2 separate regions of the Mus musculus genome follow, and region 1 is linked to region 2. Evidence: chromatin contacts called from public promoter capture Hi-C data. All regions are on one chromosome and are shown on one strand. Each heading gives the region's core, a stretch centred on a gene start, on an enhancer-like site or on the middle of the called end of the contact. The rest is flanking DNA. Distances are from core to core; before and after follow the strand shown. Region 1 holds the start of Ankrd22 (ankyrin repeat domain 22). Region 2 holds the start of Prkg1 (protein kinase, cGMP-dependent, type I).

Region 1 (5,407 bases), core at 776-3,275, 2.5 Mb after region 2:
TGTAGTGAACTAAATGAATCTTTCGTTTAAAAAACAATGCAACAGAATTAAAAAAAAAAAAAAAAAAAAAAAACCTCCAACTTATTTTGTCATTGACATAGCTGAAAAGTTAAATATTGATGTCACTTTGGGAGCAATTATCAGCTCTTCTTGGAAGTACTTAAACGTGCCTAACCTGGCCTAAACTTGCCTTGCTTGACAAATCAACACCAAACTGACATGTAATTGCACTGCTCGGTTCTCTGGTAGTCACAAAAAACTGCAGCTGTCCCCACAACCTAGGCTAACCATAGTACTGTTTAAGGGACCATCCACATATACAGAGAATTAGGGGGCCACAATGCATGATTTTAATCTACACTTAAACAAGATTGGGCTCATCTCCATGCACATAAAAGTCTAAAAAGAAAGCCACCCTGAGCAGGAGTTCTGACTTTCAGGATGGTGGTGAACAGGTTATGGCTGGAATTCTTGTCAAAACTAGTTTTGTGGACCCTACATGAGGTGAGTCAGAACTCTGGAGTGAGTGTCCTAGAGAATTCACTATGAATGATTTTCTCTCCCTGACACTTAGAAAATTTACCAGAGTAGAATGTTAATTCACATTATATCTTTTAACATCCTCATATGTACGTGACTTCTTGGTGAGATCAAAATCACAGAGCAAGATATTCCCAGGACGGTGAAATAAGCAGACAATGCCTTTAGTAAAGGCACTCACACACTTAAGTGCACACAGTCGCAAATTCATGCTTGCACATGTTCATTGGAAGCAGGCACCAAACAACCACCTTTCATGCTAGCAGATCCAAATCAATGAGGCTCCCTTGAGCTTAGAGAATGGAATGCTGATTAGCAAGTTAATTATGTCAGACAAGGAGTAAGTTATGAATAATAATAATGATAATAATAATAATGAGAGGAGAAGAAGAAGAAGAAGAAGAAGAAGGAGAAGGAGAAGGAGAAGGAGAAGGAGAAGGAGAAGGAGAAGGAGAAGGAGAAGAAGGAGAAGAAGAAGAAGAAGAAGAAGAAGAAGAAGAAGAAGAAGAAGAAGAAGAAGAAGAAGAACCACTACCACAACAACATTACTGTGCCTCTGATACTCTTATTCAAACATCACCCTTTGAAACATTGAAAATGTATTTGATTGTAGTAAGCTATGTTCAATGTAGAAAAATGTCCTGACAGCTATCAAGAGGAAATAGTCCAGATATCAAAGCGGTACTTCCTGTCATTGTGTCTATACGGTGATAACCTATATTAATAATTGCCAAAGGTGAACTTCCTTCCACATAATAAGCTTCAAGGTGTTGTTGTAGTCATGGGTTCCATGAAAAGCTTGCCAATCATTTGGCTTTTTAGAAAATCCAATTAGGTATGAGTTTCTCTTGCCCTCGTGTATTTCACTGAGACACAATATAGCTACAGCCCCGTTTTTCGGTATCACCTCTGCAATTAGGATGTCAGAAAATATGTATCCCATCACTCTCAACTTGAGTCTAGCTAAAACTTATTATTTCAGTCTAACTTGTGTTAAGATACCAAAACAAACAAAGCAAAACAAAAAATAAACCCTAAATATCTTAGGATCACAAGAGATCTTTCCTGACTTAATACTCACAAGGAACACTAAATAGAATTGAAAATAAGTCATGATAACAGGGATAGACAATTAATCGTGGAAAAACAAAAGAAATTTTTAGCCCCTTCGGACTCCTATGTTCAGAATTATGACTTACCTCAGAATATAGGATTCCCATCCCGGTCCTTCCTGGATTCGCACCCTCTCTACAATGCAGTAGTGAATCTTCTAGAGGCGTTTCTAATTAATATTAAATTTCTTCCAGGAAAATAAGGTCCCTGGAAGTCCAAGCTGGTGGCGAGCCCTCTCTTTCCACACCTGGGAATGCCTTTTCAGCAGTCTGTGACAGCAACACACCTTGTAGAGAGACAGGCTATGAAGAGAAGGCATTGGCTTACAGGTAATGATCCCAGCTGTATCACTGTTACAGCCAGGGGAACCGGTTTCTGAGTCATGTACCTCTGCCAGTGGAGGCGGCAGTAAAAAAGGAAGCACAGGTGGGGTGCTGGGAGGAGGAACTTCTTAGGCCAGCAGGAAGAGTTCAAAACAGGACTCTGTACTTACGCAATTTCTGAATTGAAATCCAGCATTCAGTGGCCATCATAGTCAGCCAACTCATTAGTGAGAGTCACGGGATCTAGTTAGGTAAATAATCCTTAAAGTCATGGCTAGCAAGTTACACCTTTCCCCCAGACACTTAAAGGGCCCTGTAAGTTAATAAATTAAACTTAACTTAATAGTTTTTTTAATTATTTTAATTGATGTGTGGTAATTATACACATGTATTCAGTATTATATGATAATTCAAAAAGTATTATATATAATGGTCAAGTGAGAGTAATTAGCATTTCTATATGTTTTAATGTCATTCTTCTGAGAACCTTCAAAGTCCTCTCTCATACTTTTTTTATAAGTAAAAAAGATGCAAAGTAGATCACTCTGAGGTGCTGTGGAGCACCAGGCCTGACTCCTGCTATATCTGTTGTGGTACCTGTGACTCAGCCTCCTCCGCTGCCACTAGCACCTTCTGTGCCTGCAGTCATCGCTACTATAATCTCTTATCGTGGTGCTGTAGGGAACAGCTGAAACCCTGCTCAAAGTTCTTTTGTGTTGTGTGACACTTGTTTTATTCAGACCGTGCCTTGCCCTGACAGATTTCAGTTTACAAGCAACATTTGACTCCATTGTGAGAATGGCGGATGACTGTTCATCTTGCTGGACACAGGAGCAACAGCAGCTGTCTGACATGACCTGAGAGGCCCTAACTGAAAAGTAGTTTACTCCTTAAAGGAGGAAAGGCACATTGGTCGCTGTGAACTGGGATCGCAGAAACACATGGGCATATTATGATCATGATCGGAGGAGTAGGTTGGGGACTTAGCAGACACTCCAAACTGAGGAATGGATGCTACACTCTCACCTGGATGGATGGTGATGCCTCAAAGAGCATCCATCTGACCTCCTGCCCTGTTTATGAAGAGACCAATGGAAACAGAACTCTTGATTGTCCCCAGGACATCACCTTAGCTCACTCCTTATTATTGATGCAGACAACAGCAAATTTCTATCCACTCATCTCCCTATCATTAGTGTGGGCCTACTCCTACCTTTTGCTCTCCCGACTCTGTGGCCTAGGTCCCATGTCTCATCTCTGAAGCTCTACTCCAACCCTATAGCCTATATCTACCACCACCACAGGGTCTTCCTGTATAGACTATCTGATGGCAGTTTTCAAACTTCTAACTCATTGAACAGCCTTTTAAACTATCCATAGTCATTCTGTAAACTACATATACACATATCATATATGTGACATATCATGTGTGATCTGAGGATATTAATAATTAAGATTACTCCAATTTGTGCTTGTCACATGGAAAAAAGAACTTTTCACGGATTGCTTCCAGTAAAGCTGTTATACCTTGTGGATTTGTTATATTAGTAATAAAGGATGATATGAAAATATGCAAGGGTGTTCACCTATATTTCTGGCATAATATGCTTATGACACTTGAAAACTGCTAAATTGTTTTAATTACTCCAATAGTGGTTCTAAAATCAATTCCTGTATTATACCTCTAAAATGGAATTGTCAGTTTATCTGATCAAGCATGTTAATACGCCAGATCCCTTAAGTGTGAATAATCGGTCTGTGCTTTGAGTACTACCAAGTTATTCACATTTTCTCTTAGAAGTACTGCTTCAGAGAGCGTCATAATCTCAAGCTGGTAGATATGGTTTTCAGTCATCTGAGAATGTTCAATGGGTTCGTAGTCAGTAGTCAGGAAACCTCTTTGACCCCAGTGATGGCCATTCTGAAGCCTGAAGAGGGGGGGCTTTTGCTTTGTTGTGGCTTCCTGCAGGGTCAGTGGATCCGAGGCAAGCACTCTAACACTAAGCTCTATTTGTAGCCTCCTGGAGTTACTCTTATGGTTGACCTAAGAAGAATTACACACCTCTGCTACAAAGTTGCCACTGAAGCCTGACTCCCAGGAGTCATAAAGGAAACAGATGTCTGCCATCAATGTTGGCTGAGGTTGCAGCCACTTCTTGCTTCCTGTTCGTTGTGGTTTGATTTTGTATTTCTTTTGTTTCTTAATACTCGTAAACAACCTTGTTCACCCCTTCCCCACTGGGAAGTCTCTCTGAAGCAAGTCTTTTGTAGCCCTGTATTAGCCCCTTTGTAGCTTTCCTTTATTTCCTAATACATTTAAACATCTTACAATCAGCTTAGGGGGAAAAAAAATTCACCCTTTCTCTACTGGGAAATTCATTCTCTGAAGCAAATCTTTTGTAATCCTGTAACAACTCCTTGTAGATTCTGTCAGCTAACTTGTGAAGAAAGAGCTCTTCCTTTCCCCGCCCCACTGCCAAGGCTGGTGCTGGCTCCTTGGCCAAGCCTTCCACCCCGAACGGTAAAGCTTTATTTAAGTGGTTTTCTCTGAAGACCACAATTCATCTCGTTGGAGTCTCCTGCCTTTGTTGATGCCATGTAGTTTTAAAGGAACCATATACAGTTTATAACTGTAAAAAAAAAAAAAAAAATCAACTGTTTCCATGAAGAATTAGCTTTGACAGCAAATCAAAAGGCGATTGACCCCACTGCAACTTGTAAAACGCAGTTAACTCTAGGTCACTGGATCTCAACCACTGAACTACCAGATATGTTGAGTTGAATTTACATTTTGACCGTTTCTGAAACTAAGCATAACACTTTATGCTAAAAGATGCAATGTATGTCACTAAAAACTAAAGACCTTCAGCAATGCCTAACGGTACTTTGATGTCACACCTAGCACCTGGGAGGTTGTTGTATGGCAGGTAGAGACCAGGGACTCTGATGAGCAAACCACAGCACATGGGATAACTCCTTATAGCAAGACCATGTGGTCTCCACAATGGTGGTAAGAAAATAAGTCTAAAGTAATAGGTCAGTTAGACGTGAGAGAAAAGGATTCGAGTGGTGTTGGTGTTAGAATGTGATGTAGAAAAATGCTCTCAGAAGAAAGCCTGATTGCCAAGCTGAACCCACCACTGAAAAGTCCCTTGAGGAAAAAAAAGCTCCAGAATTATTTTCTGTCAAGAAATAATGTCTGAATCAGACACCAAGGTCTCAAAGTTAGAAGCTTCCATCTTGTCCTGTCTATAGATGAGGACAGCCCTGGCTGCCCAGCAACCAAGTCCCTTGGAGGGAAGAAAGGCTCCTGTAAGCTGTATGGCATGCAATTCCCCCAGGAGAGGTTTAGTAGAGTGCTTGTGGACACTCAGGAGGTTCATGAGTTCTCTAGCACCATCTGATGGCTCCCATTAGAAGGGGCTAAGTAA
Region 2 (5,051 bases), core at 997-3,496:
TGTTTATAAAAACATGAGGGTTTTGTGTCACACACCAATAGTCAAAAGTCTTCTAAATGTACCACATTCTGTAGTTCATTCCCCTTGCCTGGATTTCTTTAGGCTTTCTCAAATAGAATGCTTAACTAGAGTTATCAGCTGGGTTGATCATACTGAGTCTAAAAGTCTATTAAAATGGTCTTTTTTTTTTTTAAATAAGAGCAGACTTTGTTCTGGGTTACTCCAAAGTCCTGCAGATACTAAAATGACAATCCTATAGAATAGTTAAAGATACAAAAAGCTGCCTCTGAGTTATATTTTCATTATGCAAAACTTGGCCCAGGAGACATGGCCATGTACCTTGTTAGCTGAAACAGGCGAACATGCCAGGGACTGCAAATTAATTTACCAAAGAAAGCTCCAATGGATTCGGTTCACTCAGGTTTCTAAGACAAATTGAAATCAGCTCATCTATCATGGTAACACGGTCAGGTCGAAATCTCAGAAATATTTCTCCTTATCAACTCTCCCCTACTCCACAGAATCCAAACTCCGTCTTTAGCTAAGCCCGTAAATGACTCATGGGGTAGGGAGGGCCAGCATGTATAGATTTGACTTTTAAGTTCTCAAAAGTGTATGTAATGTGTACTTCTGAGCCCTTCCATCCAAGAAATACAAATGGCAATAACCAAGCATTTACTTTCTCTTCTTATGAATCCCCTGTGTTTATGAAGTAAAGGGTTCCCAGGGACCTTCTGTTATTATGTAACATGTGTCATCCAGCCGTGTTATGTAGTTAAGAGCAGGACAACAGAATCCTCTGCTTTACCAATTATGTCATTACTATTAATTAAAATGCCATTCAGATGGTGTTCTGGTTCTGTTGCTGTCCCATCCCTGCTGTTCACTCTCCATATGGACTCTGGGCTCGAGTGTTGTGTAACAAGTTTCATTCAGGGTCCCCATCCAAGTTATGAATCCTACTGACACTAAAACTACACTGCTCTCTAACACACAAGAACTGCTAGCAGCACAGTGGCTTGAGACCTGAATGTGAGACACAGCTTGGTCCCCACTGGAAATAGCATGTGCTTGACTACACTGTCCCTGAAAACACATTAACCCTCTGGGGGGAAATGAAAGTGTTCATTGGGAACCATGTGAAAATTCTTTTAGGAAAAACAAGTAATATTCTCTCTTGGATATTATGAAAACATTGTTTTTTAAAAAAAAAATCAACAGACTAGGTTTCCATTTATGGATTGTAAATGTCATCCAACTCAGGAAAATTTTAAAAATTCTTCTGTTTTATATGTATATTTTCTTATTCTTTTACACTTTGATGGTGACAGAACCTCAGGTTTGAACGGTACCAGCATGAAGCGCCGGCGGCATGTAGAAAAATCCAGGAGAGCCACAAGAGCTTGGAAAGTCAGGGTAATATCAACGCATTTCATTTCAGTCTGATGAGCCTGCAGTTAGGATTTTCCGGCTGGCCAGGTTGGCTGGGGCTTTGGGGAAGAAGGGGATTCTGGTTCCTCCGTTCAACAGCCACTCACACACACGGTCAGACACACACCTGGGGCGCGTCCAAACTATGTACAGTAGGTGGCATATATGAACGTATATGTATGTATATTTTAAAAATACCTTGGCATCTGACAAAGACACGAAGGCAACGGATGTGCAGGGAGTCTGGCCCTGAGAAACGTGCACAGCCCCTCAAGAAGTGCCGTGAAAATGAGACATTTCTGAGGATGAGGACAGACATGGCAAGCGGGAGGGGCAGGGGCCGACAGACAATACAGAGACCCGCAGCTTCCCACCGCCTGGGCGCCACATGGACCCGGGCGCGTAACCCTGCTTACTGTGGGCTCTTGGGGTAGAAGGGCAGGGTCACGTGGCTGAGATCCTGGATGTCGAAGGCGGTGGGCTCCGCGGAGATCGCCTGGCGCTTGGTGCGCGGTTCACCCTGCAAGGTGCTGGCGCTCTGCTTCTGCGCCTGCTGGGTGGCCGGCCGGATCACCGAGCGATACTTGTCCAGTTCGTTCTGCAGCTTCTGGATCAGTTCGTCCTTCTGATCCAACTCCAGCTCCAGCTCATCGATGAGAGCATCCCGCTGCCTCAGCTCCTCGATCTTCTCCTGGAGCGCATACTGTAAATCCCGCAGGGTGCCCATGCTCCTCCGGGCTGCCGGGGGCTCCTGCCTGCCGCTGCTCCGCGTCTTGGGGCTTCCTCCCCTCTCGGATCAACTTTCCCTAAAGTCGCCGCTGCCTCGCGAGTGCAAAAGCTTCCCTCGACTTGAGACCAAAGCCAAGCCTGGCTTCTGAGCATGCCCAGTCCGCCGCTCCAGCCACAGAGAGTTTCAGTGTGCAGATTCCACTTCTCCGGGTTTAGGGATGAGCAAAACAGGTCCAGCCCAGGATGAACCTGAAAGGCGGTGGGAGCCGCGGCGCTTTGGGGAGCAAAGCCCGGAGGCGCAGTGACCCACGGGCGGGAGGAGGGAGACTGGGCTCGGAGGCGGTGGCTGCTCGGCTCGGGTCACCAACGCCGGGTGCCAAAGGAAGCCAGCGATGTGTGTGGGGAGCCTGATAAAGCTCGGGGGCGCTGGGGCTGTGCGGGCGGAGCGAGGCTGGAGCGCTACTTCGGAGGTGGAGAGGTGGGAGGGAGAGGACCAGGAGCAAACTGGAGGCGTCAGCGGGCTCCGGGCTACAGAATGTGGGGCTAGGTTCCTGGCGACCAAGGGAGACAGAGCAGACTGTGCGTGCTAACAGCTTTGACTTCTGGAGGGATTGTGACCGCAGCCTCACAGAGGAAAACAGTGTGGCTGAGCGCTTGCGTCCTCCACAGCACCTTTCCCACGGGGAGCGCCTCACACAGGTGTCTAGGGTTTGCAAAGAAACTTGCCTCTCCAAAGGTGAGAGCTTACAGTGCCTGGGAGGGATTTCCACGGGCGTCCAGGTGCCTTTGAGGAAGGTTAGGATGGGTATCTGACCTCCGCCCCCAAGCCTTTCCACACTCCTAATTTTCCCTATTCTTGCCTGCCAAACTTAGATCAATGAATTCGTCTAGGGGCAAAAGCCAAAACCCCAAAGGATTTTGGGCCGGAGCAGGCCTCTCAGCAGCTCCCTGGTCCCTCCCATTTGTGCTAGTATCAATTGCGGAATGGTTCCCTAGAGGCCTGGCTTCTTCCATTTGCTGGATTTGGTGAAGTGGGTGGGGGCTTAAAAAACACAGCGGAGTTCCAAAACATTCTTTCAGAAAGGGAACCATACCTTTTCAACGTTACTTTCCTAACAGCCCAGGAGTTAATGAGAAAATTTTGCCAACTTTGGGGAAGAGGTAAGATCAACAAAGGATGGGAAAACTACAGGAGCTGTAATTGCACTGTCCCACCCACTACACTAGCTCTCAACCCAACCACTTCACCAGCCAGAACCAACTGCTCAGTGTGGGCTAAACTGCTAGCAAGAAGGCGGCATTCTTTCAGTCCAAGAATTGGTCTCTCATCTTGGGAACACTTATTTAGAATACCCAAAATATTTACCTAATGCTTACATAAGTGCCTAATAGTTAACTAAACCTTCACCAGCTTGTCCAAACTTATAGCTTAAAAAGAAAGAAAGAAAGAAAGGGAACCTTTAAACTTGCTATTCTTTCACACTCCGTGTTATAATTCTCATATTCTATCTACCCACCCTTTAACACTTAAACGAAACAGATAGAAAATTCATTAAAACTAAGTTGCAATACAAAACTTCTGCCTGAAATCTCAAATTAGCCAAGGACACAAATCTCTCTTAAACAACAACAACAACAACAAAAACGTTGCCTATTTATTTCCTCAAATGGCCAACATTTTCTATCTGAGCTAAGAAAGCTGGAAAGAGAAAGCCTACTAGCCACTAGCACATTAACAAAACTTCTTCCACAAAGACTATGATGTAGTTCTCTCTACAGATGGAGCCATGTGTATTCCTTACAACCAGAAGCTTTGAATTCGCTTCAGAGTACAATGTAAAAAGTCCACAGGACAGGAAATATTTTCAAAAGATAGCAGTTAAATAATAGTTCTGAATTAACTGTTATTTCTCTTAAAAGTCATCTTGAGCAGAAGTCTGCAACATTGTGTGACTAATTGCATCCTGCAGCATCTTCCCTCTGGGACAGTTTCCTCCTCTCAGGCAAAGATCCAGAACTTCAGTTAACCTGTGGGAATTCTCAACTTCTCTGGGAAAATGCTTAATGCTATTTTTTCTTACGGCTTTATTCTTGGGGTCTACAAACCCAGGAGTTTACATATAAACATGCATCACAAGCAACAGATACTTTGTTTTTAGTCTCTCTTAATTAATGTCTCCCAGCAGAAGATACAAAATATATTGCTTGTATAGAGCTTGTCTACAAGGAAGAGAAGGGGGGAAGAAGAAAACGAATAAAGTGATTCTCCACCTCACAAAACTATGTTTCCAACAGCACTCCAGCCATACATATTCAGCACTGTTATCAAAACGGAGGTTTTTCAGTACTAAACTGTACTTAAGTGAGGGACCCACACACAAGCTTTAGCATAAATACAAGTTACAGTCTCATTCTCAAAATTCTAAAGGTTCTCCATGGTGGATTCACCCTTAAGAATCGGGGATCTCATTCCTATCTTCTTGTACTAAGGTCAAATCTAAGTAGATCAAGGAACTCCACATAAAACCAGAGACAGTGAAACATAGAGGAGAAAGTGGGGAGAAGCCTCGAAGAGATGGGCACAGGGGAAAAATTCCTGAATAGAACAGCAATGGCTTGTGCTGTAAGATCGAGAATCGACAAATGGGACCTCATAAAATTGCAAAGCTTCTATAAGGCAAAAGACACCGTCAATAAGACAAAAAGGCCACCAACAGATTGGGAAAGGATCTTTACCTATCCTAAATCAGATAGGGGACTAATATCTAATATATATAAAGAACTCAAGAAGGTGGACTCCAGAAAATCAAATAACCCCATTAAAAAATGGGGCTCAGAGCTAAACAAAGAATTCTCACCCGAGGAATACCGAATGGCTGAGAAGCACTTGA

The links. Promoter capture Hi-C pulls out the DNA fragments that hold promoters and counts their contacts.
Region 1: a contact with region 2 is called in a promoter capture Hi-C map of liver, with 3 times the contacts expected there. The contact joins the promoter of Ankrd22 here to the promoter of Prkg1 in region 2. A contact is called at or near these places in 2 of 39 promoter capture datasets (both in liver).

What each region holds. Positions count from the first base shown.
Region 1 is chr19:34,164,016-34,169,422 of GRCm38.p6, forward strand. It overlaps Ankrd22 (ankyrin repeat domain 22), which reads right to left and starts at 2,026. Exons shown (of 6, transcript NM_024204.6): 1 at 1,740-2,026. The coding sequence starts at 1,760.
Region 2 is chr19:31,662,124-31,667,174 of GRCm38.p6, forward strand. It overlaps Prkg1 (protein kinase, cGMP-dependent, type I), which reads right to left and starts at 2,247. Exons shown (of 18, transcript NM_011160.3): 1 at 1,848-2,247. The coding sequence starts at 2,158.